Regions from separate parts of the Hordeum vulgare genome. Here region 1 is linked to region 2. The links are chromatin contacts, called in public Hi-C maps. All regions are on one chromosome and are shown on one strand. The core of a region is the stretch at or near the end of the contact, and the rest is flanking DNA. Distances in the headings are between cores, read along the strand shown. Region 1 overlaps LOC123407901 (DNA-directed RNA polymerase II subunit RPB1-like). Region 2 has its middle 5.8 kb from the start of LOC123411365.

What was found. A called contact is a pair of places that touch in the nucleus more often than the background predicts.
Region 1: a Hi-C map of leaf shows a contact between it and region 2, with 5 times the contacts expected there. The contact joins two enhancer-like sites. A contact is called at or near these places in 3 of 6 Hi-C or Micro-C datasets (leaf, seedling and an unstated tissue).

Annotation. Positions count from the first base shown.
Region 1 is chr7H:384,827,944-384,833,539 of MorexV3_pseudomolecules_assembly, forward strand. LOC123407901 (DNA-directed RNA polymerase II subunit RPB1-like) reads right to left here. Exons shown (of 14, transcript XM_045101142.1): 11 at 2,440-5,579; 12 at 2,273-2,344; 13 at 2,107-2,166; 14 at 1,711-2,020. The coding sequence ends at 1,927. Among protein-coding and RNA genes, the nearest start is that of LOC123407901, 12 kb to the right of the region's middle. Within about 2 kb of position 1,383, at least 3 of the 3 cell types and tissues checked have open chromatin away from gene starts, as enhancers often do. A contact at or near this core is called in leaf, where this site is marked.
Region 2 is chr7H:384,443,169-384,448,765 of MorexV3_pseudomolecules_assembly, forward strand. No RefSeq gene overlaps it. Among protein-coding and RNA genes, the nearest start is that of LOC123411365, 5.8 kb to the left of the region's middle. Within about 2 kb of position 2,608, at least 2 of the 3 cell types and tissues checked have open chromatin away from gene starts, as enhancers often do. A contact at or near this core is called in leaf, where this site is marked.

The DNA of each region.
Region 1 (5,596 bases), core at 133-2,632, 380 kb after region 2:
GCGTTTTTATCACACGCACATGCTTAGCTGGCTACAACCCAAGGGGTACAAGTTTTTTTTTTTGAGAAATACCAAGGAAGTGAAGGTTGTGTATCCGATCTATTTTTGCCCTGATTTCGAAGCCCAGAACAGGCCCATGATGATACGTGACGATACCTTCATACTATTTCGATACCTTCATACTATTTTGCAAACGAATCCTACATATATAATTATAATGAACCCACAAACTAGTTAGAGCATCTCTAGTGGATGGTGTATATGAAGGTGGATGGTAAATATACAAGATGCAAACTGAAAAACGCTTTCCAGTGGATCGTGTATACGGGCGTGCAAGTTTTACACGTCCATCCACGAGGCTACTCCTCGTGGAAATAAACACGCCTCGGCCACGCTCGTGGACGGAAACGAGCTGCTCCCGCCATCCTCCCGCCCTGCTCCTGCCATCCTCCCGCCTTCGTCCAGAGGCCATCGAAGCTCGCCGGCGACCACTCCCCTCTGGTAAGCTCTCTCCCTCCCTTCTATTTTCCATTCCCGTCGGTAGAGAGGAGGCGCGGGACGCCGGGCGGCCGACGCACCGCTGGCCAGATCTGGGGACGGCGGCGCGCGCCATGGAGAGGGGAGGGCGGGGAGAGAGGGGCGGGGGGAGGGCGGTGGCGCTGCGTGCGGGGCGGCGCTGCGTGCGGGGCGAGATGCAGGGGCGGGGCGGCGCTGCGTGCGGGGCGAGATGCAGGGGCGGGGCGGCGCTGCGTGCGGGGCGAGATGCAGGGGGCGCGGGCGAGATGCAGGGGCGGGGCGGCGCTGCGTGCGGGGCGAGATGTAGGGCGGGGCTACAATGCGCTGTTAATTGCTGTTAGTTGTCGTTATTGCAGAATTTGCTGTCGGATTGCTGTTAATTGTTGTTAATTGCTGTTATTGCAGAATTTGATGTCCATTGCTGTTAATTGCTGTTATTGCAGAATTTGATGTCCATTGATAGCTGCATTACAAATATAGCCGTTTGAAAATATATTCGTTGAAATATACACGTCCTAATTTACACGTTCCATTGAAAAATTGGAACGTGTATAATTTAACAACGTGTATATAGACGTGTAAATGAAGATATACATGTTCAAATTTACACCATCAACTAGAGATGCTCTTATAACTGGGTAGAGCCAAACGGATAGAAGGAAAGGGTTGTGAGTTCGAATCTTAGTATAGATATAGTCATATAGATATATTCAGTCTTTCCCTGCAAAAAAAAAAAGGGTCTGACAGAGTTATAAAAAGGGGCACACAGAAAAAGTAGCACCGATGATCATTGCTTAGTGCTCAGAATAATGCAAGCGGGAGCAGCACAGCACCTACAAAGCATGTGCTCCACCGTCGGGTCACGTACCCAGCAAGATCACCACACATGTTTGTTTTGCTTTTAGAAGAAGATTACCACATAAGTTAGTCAACGCATGAGAGCCATGCATTCATCTCGTTTATGCAGCGCTGCCGACTGATCTACAGCCATACATTCCACCTCGTTTGTGTGGCGCTGCCGACTGATCTACAGCCATAAATTCCATCTCGTCTATGTGGCGCTGCCGTGTTAGTTTTGTACAACGCCACTGCGTCCATACATTCGCATGCCCCATCCGTTTGGAAGGAGAAAATCCATGCAGACCTTACGTCTACCAAACAAAAGTTGCGTACCACAAAGCAGACAAGTCAGCAAAAGCTCCAATGGAAACATTAGCATAATAATCCGATAGAAAACACAAAATTAAATATCAGCCCAGCCGTAATTAAATATGAGCCCAGCTACGGCCGCCAATCCTAGTGCTGCTATTAGTATCGCAGCTTACAACAAGGCCTGTTCTGGACACACAAGGAAACAAGAGTTGGTAATGTGGCATGGTTCTGCATCAGCCAGCGGTCAGCAGCCATTTTCTAATCAACAGTCTCGTCGTCCTTGTCAGTTGCCTGCGGACCGGTGGACGAAGGGGAGTAGCCCGGTGCAGTCGGGGAGTAGCTTGCGCTGGGGCTGCACGCTCAAAACCGCAATTGTCAGAAGAGCTAATTGCGCACTTTCATCAGGGGTAAATGAGATAAACCTCACGCATTATTTACCTGTAGTTCGGAGATGTCGGGCTGTAATCTGGGCTAGGTCCACCGGAGCTAGTGTGCGGGCTGCAGCACTCACGCAATGAGTTAGGAAACCCATGTATTATTGTTGCAGCAACAGCATTTCTCTAAGTTAAAAACAAGGGGTGATTATCAACAGAAATGGGCTCACCTTGTCGGGCTGTATGACGGGCTTGGTTGTGCATAAGATGGTGAGGTGGGCGAGTAGGTCGGTGAGGTCGGACTGGAGAGGAGAAACGGAGATGTAATCAAAATAGAGCATAGACATGCATGGAGCACAACACCAAAAGGAAAGTAGTCTATCTATCAACAGAATACCTGTAGTTCGGAGAAGTCTGACTGTACGGGCTCATCATCCTTGGGCTGCTCGGAGAATAAGCATGTGAAGGACTGTACTTGGCCGAAGAAGGATTGTAGCTCGGTGAAGTTGGGCTGTAGTTCGGTGAAGTAGGGCTGTAGCTCGGTGACGTCGGGCTGTAACCAGGCGATGTAGGGCTGTATGCAGGCGATGTAGGGCTGTATGAGGGCGAAGTAGGGCTGTATGAGGGGGATGTAGGGCTGTATGAGGGCGACGTCGGGCTGTATGAGGGCGAAGTCGGGCTGTATGAGGGAGATGTAGGGCTGTATGAGGGAGAAGTTGGGCTGTATGATGGAGAAGTAGGGCTGTAAGATGGCGAAGTCGGGCTGTATGCAGGAGATGTCGGGCTGTATGCTGGTGAGGTCGGGCTATAAACCGGAGATGTTGGACTATAGCTCGGCGATGTGGGGCTGTAGCTTGGTGATGTGGGGCTGTAGCTCGGAGACGTGGGGCTGTAGCTCGGTGATGTGGGGCTGTAGCTCGGTGATGTTGGCGAGTATGATGGACTGGTCGGAGAGTATGATGGACTGGTCGGACTGTAGGAAGGGGAGCCAGGCGTATATGATGGAGATGTGGGACTGTAGCTGGGTGATGCAGGGCTGTATGATGGAGAAGTGGGACTGTAACCATGTCCTGGCCCTGGGCTGAACACCGGAGAAGACGGACTGTAACCACCTCCAGAGGATGGGCTGTAGTTCGACGGGACGGGTGAGAATGCCATGCCTCCAACATATGGTGAGAACTGAGCATCTGTAATGGGGGAAGCCCTGAAATTTGGACTCAGCATTGGTGACATCATTCCTCCATCACGGTACGGTGTCGCAGACATGGGCGAACGCGCTGGTGTCATGCCGTAGTCCAGACCTTCAACATAGCTTGGGAGTTGAAGCTCAATGGCTTGCTGCAGCATCTGGTCATTCAGATACAATCCACAACCTCCTGTACCAATAGGAGCAAGCTGGCCAAGCATAATGTTCTCGGTGACACCTCTCAGGTAATCAGATTCCGCATATACAGCAGCATCAAGCAAGATATCCACTGTTTCTTCAAAAGAACACCTCATGAGGGGCCCTGTGTCATTACGATTTATACCATGCCTAGTAATAGCCATCAGGTGACCTCTGTATGTCATCGTATCACAGAGAATGGCCAGATGCCTGTAGTTCACATAAGACCCGTCAAAAGATATGACCACCCTCAGCTCATCCAAGAGAGACCTGCGGACAGCCTCAATCCCAAGAACCTCAATCACTTCAATCAAATGGTTGCTTGTTGTCCTTGTAGAATCAACATCCTCATGACACATAACGGCCAAGAGGTTTACACCTTCTGTATCAAGCATCCACTCGTTATCTGGTTTGAAACCTTCACTTTCATCAAATTTATTAACCTTCCCGTATTTGATGAAGACCTTGTTAATATCTGGAATGCCTCGGAGGGCCATCTCAGTCAACATATTACCCTCAATCTTCTTGAGGAAGACGTCATCCTCAGCAGATTCATCCTGTATTTCTCCTTTTGGAGCTTCGTCATTGGTAATGCGGACACGAAGGATGAGCTTATCTGCATTATCATCATTGAATATGCATGACAAGTCATCATCAAATTCATGATTGATCTTCTCTGCAATATCAGCCATGCTCAATTTCTTATCAACCATCATCTCACGGTTCAGCTCAATACGCAGCAGCCAAGGAGAGATCTTATCCGGGTCAATATCCTCATCAGGCATTTCATAATATGACCTGACAAATTCCACATCCTCTTCAATGATGGTGCCTAGAGGATCAGGATCATACCATATCTCAGTGGCATGGGTCACACTACGTAGTGTGGTGTACTCCAAGGCACACTGGACATTCTTAGCCAATTCTTTCTTCTTGCTCACCTCAGGCTTTAGGAAAACAGATAGAGATGGAGTCTTTATCTTCTTTGCGACATTAATGATCTCTCTTAACCTGGGAACCCCAAGGGTAACATTCTTAGCACTAACACCAGCATAATGGAAAGTATTCAGAGTCATCTGAGTTGCCGGTTCTCCAATGGACTGTGCAGCCACACATCCAATCATTTCACCAGGAGCTACCAAAGACTGGAGGAATCTCGATTCAATCTCACCAATGACCCATTCAAAAGATTCCTTTGTAAGCCTGTATTCTTTCAATACCCTCTTGCTAGCAAATGTGCTACGAAGCAGGATATTGAAGAATAAAGTAGCGTTCTTCTGAGCTTCGATGCTCATGGCATCATCACCAGGGACAACCTTAAGTCTTTCTTGCAGCTTATCTATCGCTTCCACAATTTCCATTGGGTGCATGTCAGAAGGTCTTCTTAAGTCAATCTTGAAAGTCTTCTGAGCATTCCAGATAAGCCGCTTGAGGTTGACAGGCATAGGCCATGTATTGTCGCCAGTTGTGGTAATTTCAGTCCCAAGCTGCAATCTGTCAGCTTCTAATTTCTGAACCTCTGCCTCAAACACATTTCTGAATTCACGAATGGTCTTCAAATCATCAACATGGTCAGGCAACATGTAAGTAGGCCTCCAGTTCTCATCATCAAGTTCATAACGAAATACATTATCAAACTCGGCCTTTTTCATCTTCAGGGAGTCCAATTTCTGTGATTCAATCCAAACAGCATCCATGCCATCTTCTCCATACAAGAATTGAATAACATCACCCAGCGAATTTCGAACAGTACCATCATATTTCACCATAATGTCCTCCATAGCCTTCACGAGCCTCCGTTGTATATATCCCGTCTCGGAGGTTTTCACAGCAGTATCAATCAAACCTTCTCTACCACCCATAGCATGGAAGAAAAATTCCTGTGGTGTCAGACCTCGAAGGTAGGAGTTCTCAACAAACCCACGACTTTCGGGGCCGTAGTCATCTTTCGTGAAGTGGGGCAATGTACGATCAACAAAACCAAATGGAATCCGCTTGCCCTCAACATTCTGCTGTCCGACACAAGCAGTCATTTGCGAAATATTAATGAAACTGCCTTTTGAGCCTGCAGTGACCATAGCTTTCAAATTGTTGCTCTCAGACAAACTCTTCTGAGCACTACTTCCAGCATCATCACGAGCCTTGTTAAGAACCTAACATGGAAAATGGA
Region 2 (5,597 bases), core at 1,358-3,857:
AGCAACGTCTACTTCTTTGGAACCAAAGATGATGAATGAAGAAAGCAAGATCAAGAATCCGCAGATCAACAATGAGTGCATGGAGAAGATATTGCTTCAACTAGTTGGAACAGTTATGAAAGTTGGAAATCTTCTGAAATGCATACTTGTGGTTCTTGTTTTCTTTGATTTTGCTATTCTAGCCAAGATTTGTGATATCTTTTGTATCTAATGTTGTTGCAAAAAGCAAAGAAAAGCATTGTGCTAGATCAATTTAAGTTACAAATCTAAGTTTTACGGGCCGGAAGGAGCTGCGCCAGATCAGAACCCGCAGAAGCCGACCCGTAAAAAAAAGTATATTCCGCGAATATGCTTTTTTACGGATCCATTATGCGGGGTCTGCGTCTGTGCCAGCCCGCGCCGGCCCGCAAAAGCGATTTTGCGTGAACTGCAAACACGTTTTGCGGGCCGACCGGATGCGGGGTCTGCTAGAGTTGCTCTAAGCTCCTTTTCAGAGAAAAAGAAAACTGGCAAAGCAAAACACTTGTGCCAAATCACAAATCTTTCGTGAGAAACTGCAACACGGCAAGTCATGTTGCTGCAGTCAGAGCTTGGACATATTCTAACTCAAAACCATTACACATTTGACTCCTTTACAACGGTGTCAATTCACTCATGCTATCCTATGCTTTGTCAGAGACAATCTTGGATGGAATTCTCTTATCGCGCAGTAATTAGCGCATATGCCTGCTTGTGTGGTAATGCTTCATCTGTGTCAAGATGAACCTCCTAATAAGGCGGATGCATTTATATGGCTCAACTTGTTTCACTTTTCTTCAAGTGGCTGAAACATGGGACAATGCACATGCACCAAAGAATAAAGAGATTCCATTTTGAGTTGTAGTTGTCCTGTTATTTGATGATGAAAATAAATATAATGTGACAGAAGACATGACAGTAAACACAAAAATAATTGTTGAAGCTCAGGATTAATTTTGTCTATTCACAAACATGTTTTAGATGGTTGATTTTAGAATGTCTATAGAACTATGTTGTAATTATTATTGCCAAAAGTGCTTTGGGCGCACGCTATTACTAGTTATTTTCAATGACAGAAGTGTGATCCAAATTCTCCATAGAATTAAAATTTCAATTATAGCCTGCAAGGATGTTGAGGTGCAGCAGATGCACAGAGCGTGCATGATCCCAATAATAGAGTGATTTAATGATGAGGATAAGTCAAACCCAAAGGGAGTTTATTGATTACTTTCCAAAGTAGTGGAACGTTGCAAATGCATGTTACTAGGTTCTCTTCTTCAAGGAATTGCAATACATACATGATGATGGGGATGGGGTCAAAGCATGAAAGGCTAGCCATTTTGCAACAACAAAAATAATTCTGAAATATAATGAAAATAAAATGTCTATGCTGAATAGAACAGCTGGAGAAAGATTGATCCACACAAAAAGAAACATTATGGCGAGTTCAATTATAAACAGAGTGCCCGCTTTATAGTGGAGCTAGAGTCTTGATGTAAAATGGTTGGTGAGAAGATATCGCCGATGGAATCTTATTCAAGAAAACTGTGATTGTTGGGTGGTCCGATGAAAAGGTCAATATGATGAAGCAGATAGACCCCAGCCATCTTAAGTCCAAGTTATATGGTGGTTGAACCTTAGAGCGTGGGGTAGTGTAAAGCATTTCCAGCAAGGCATATGCGAATGCATGGATTTCACAGAAATCCTTGGAGAATTACAATAATTTTTATGTGACTTCCCGACTGTCTACTATAATAAGTTTTGCATGGCTTCGGAGAGGAAGGGGTGATGACGACGGCGCGTCTTCGACTCGCTTCAATGCTTGTAGTCGTCGTTAGATGATCTACGGATTTTGATGTAATTTTTACTATTTCTGATGTTCGTTGTACTATTGAAAGTGAATGATCGAAAGTTTTCCAACAAGAAAAAGCCCCACCTTACAGAAAAAAGAGCCTGCCAAGTAAATGTCATGTTACCATTACAATATTTTCTATAAAGTTCATGTAAGCCCCGCACTCGGGGAATTATTTCAAACTGTTGGCATTCTAAACAGTATCATTGGCACAAGACAATTGAGCATATCAACTCCACACATCCTGTCAAATTGTCAATCCAGCATAAAAACATTGGCATCTACAACAAAAAAATTGTCATTTTCTCTAGAGTTGGCCTATGCTTTAGGATCATGCAGTGGAGCAGAGTAGGAAGAAATGTTGCTCCAGATTAGTAAGCAGCCAATCGGAGGTGCTCATCAAGGCGGACATATCACAACAGGGGCAAGCCAGAGCATACATACACATCAATCCATGCACACCACTTATCCAGATCCAACTAACCTTCCAAAGATCCCAGACAGCATGAGGCCTCATCCACTAATCCCCCATGACAACGATGATTAAATTCATTTCCACCTTATATTCAGGGCGGTTAACCAGTCATCGCTCCCGCCGATGTGTCCATACCACATTGGCTGGCAGGGGTGACGTGTCCGGCATGGCGCGCCACGTGGATCTCGGTCCAGCAGGGTGCTAACACGAGTGAGTGCTGTGGAGACCTTGAGGTTGGACCGAGCTCATGGCCAGCTGCTGAATGGCGGCTGGTTGCTAGTATGCGATGCGCACGCACACCAGCTGCCTCCTGTCCCGGGAGATCGGTTGGGAAATCTGGTGGGTGGTGATGCCAAAGCTGCATCTCACTTTCCCGCCATGTGAGAAGCATATGCACATGTTGATGTGCTGGACCAAATACAAGTCGTAGAGTCTCTTTCCTCTCTCTCACCTCTAAGATGGTGTACAGGAGTGCGTGTATAAGTGCTTGACTTTGTTCACAAGAGAACGTTTGCCGACTTTGCACCTGCTTTGTGTTCAGAAGAGAACATTTACAGACTTTGCCACGGCTTTGTAAACATGGTTGGTTTATTCAACTCTTCTTGCATGGTGACATGTCAGACAAATCATGTTACTTCTATTTTATTATTACTAGCAAAAGGGCCCGTGCGTTGCAACGGGAGAAAAAAATAACATACACTCTTAGTTTACAAAAAAGGTTTATAATTTGAGAATTTGTAGTTACGGCACAAACAAAGATGATTTTACCCTACAAAAGTGCAGTCAAAGATTCTACAGGTCTTTTATTTTAACACGGTTTGCAAGTAGATTTAATACATACGTACAAAAAAACGGGCAAGTGACCTTCAGTTTCATCTCCAATCCAATAATGATTTTTTATTAAGATTGCATCCTAGATAGTATTTTTATTAAATGTTTAACAGATAAAATAACATTGTCTTCAAATTCTACATACTTTTCTAATCAAATTGCATATATAACATGTTAAATTTGGAGATATTGTTTAGAAGATATGGGTATTTTAAAAAACATTTAATATGTACTGCGGGTTTAATGTCAAAAATATCAGGTGTTTTTTCTATAAAATAACATGATGGATTAATAATACCTATTTTTTTATTAATATGTATAGATTAAAGAAACATTTTGAGGGCCTTCCTTTTCTTCGAGCAACTATCTAGCCCAGCCCATGATCCCTCAATCGGTATGCACACGTCCACGTTCAGCAGCAGTTGAGCACAGCTTCGCCTTTGAGAACAAAGCTATGTAGGAGAACTAGAGGAGGGATGGAGCGGCCTTGTAGCGTGGAACAATTCTCATGGAGAGAGAGAGAGAGAGAGAGAGAGGAGCCCTTTGTGCATGATCATATGCAATTGAGGGCTGCCTCCTCACATATGTGCTATGGAGGAAACAGTCCATCCATTAATAGGAGCGCCGCCGGCCGTACCTAGCTGCGCCGCCCCGCGCACATGCCGCTACTGCATGGGTCCTAGTCTCGCTGCGATCTAACCGCTGGCGGAGAGATGACCATGCGTTGGCTGACTCTTGCGCTTAGTGCCTTGTCAGCGATGGTGAATGGATTAGATGTCCAGCCTTCATTGGAATATCGGTTCTCGCTTCTATCGAAGACTACATCAGAAGCGGAGGTCGACCGGGAAGCGAAGGATCTCGTCGTTGAGGTCGCTTCAGATCTGTTGCTTGAAGAGCGGATTGTCTCGCAAGATGATGTACGGAGGCCACCAAAATCCGACGTCCACACAACCCAGGAGTTCTGGAACGAGATCGGGTACCCAACACCTGCATCTCGGTTCTGGGAACGACGATCCATGACACCTTGCGACGAAGGTACGCCCTCTGTTTTCTCTTGCAGGAATGACAGTCCGTCACGGTCTCCGTCTTCACCGGCGGCAGCTGCGATCGAGGCTGCATCGTTTCCATCACAGCGATTGCGCTCACCATGGCTTGGCGAATTAAAGGTCCCAATGGTGCGTATGGGGTGGCGTGGTCGTCTAACCCGACCCCGGATCACACCACCTCCGTGCCTTGGGGATTTCTTCCCTCCGACTACGCGTCCAGTGGCGGTGGCACCAGACAAGGAAGAGAAGGGCGCAGCGGGCACATGCATCACGGCACCCGTCCTTCGGCGCATGCAGACCGGCGACGTTGTTCACGGCAAGGGGACTACATGGTTGGCGATCCGGTTTCCTTGCGAACAGGAGTTGATCGCGGGATTCAAACAACGTGCGGTCCCACAACAACTGCAGGCAGATCAACGGCCTGGATGCACTTGGGCCTTTGCCTAAGCGGGTTGTGGCGCCTGAAAGAATACTCTCGGACTCCTGCGGCGAGACAAACCCCAGGGCTCACGCCATCGCTTCCCCAATCTACGCAGACGTCCGTGAATCCTTCGCCGCTAACGAAACTTTCTGCACACGCAGGCCTGTGTCCTACGTTCGCTGAAGCGCTTCGATCTCGGCCTCCAATGGCAGCCACTCCGCAGCCAATGGGGCAGGGAACCAGCTGCAGTGTCGGTGAATACTCACAACATAAGCCATGGGTAGGCTAAAGATGGTAGGAACCGAAGTGACACCGGAGGGCGCTGGGGGCGAGGTTGGTACAAGCATGGAACGCACAATGTACCCAGATTCAGGGCTCTCCGTAGAGATAATACCCCTAGTCCTGCCGGAGTGTATGATGTATGAGGATGGGATTACAAGTTGCTCCTCGAGCTGTATCGGGGAAGAGGAAGAAGGAGCAACCGGCTCGACTCTGCCTCTTCTATGTGGTTGGTGTGTCTGATAAGTTGACCGACCCTCTGCATGGAGGGGGGCGGGGGGGTTTTATAGACAAACCCACCGGCCTATGATGACCCACAAGTATAGGGGATCAATCGTAGTATTTTCGGTAAGTAAGAGTGTCGAACCCAAGAAGGAGCAGAAGGATCTGACAAGTGGTTTTCAGCAAGGAAAAATCTACAAGCACTGAAATTGTCGGTAACAAGTGATTGTGTGGTGAGATGATTCGTAGCAAACAACAAGTAACAAAAGTAGCAACGGTGCAGCAAGGTGGCCTAATCCATTTTGTAGCAAGGGACAAGCCTGGAAAAAGTCTTATAGGAGGAAAAATGCTTCCGAGGACACACGGGAATTTCTGTCATGCTAGTTTTCATCATGTTCATATGATTCACGTTCGTTACTTTGATAGTTTGATATGTGGGTGGACCGGCGCTTG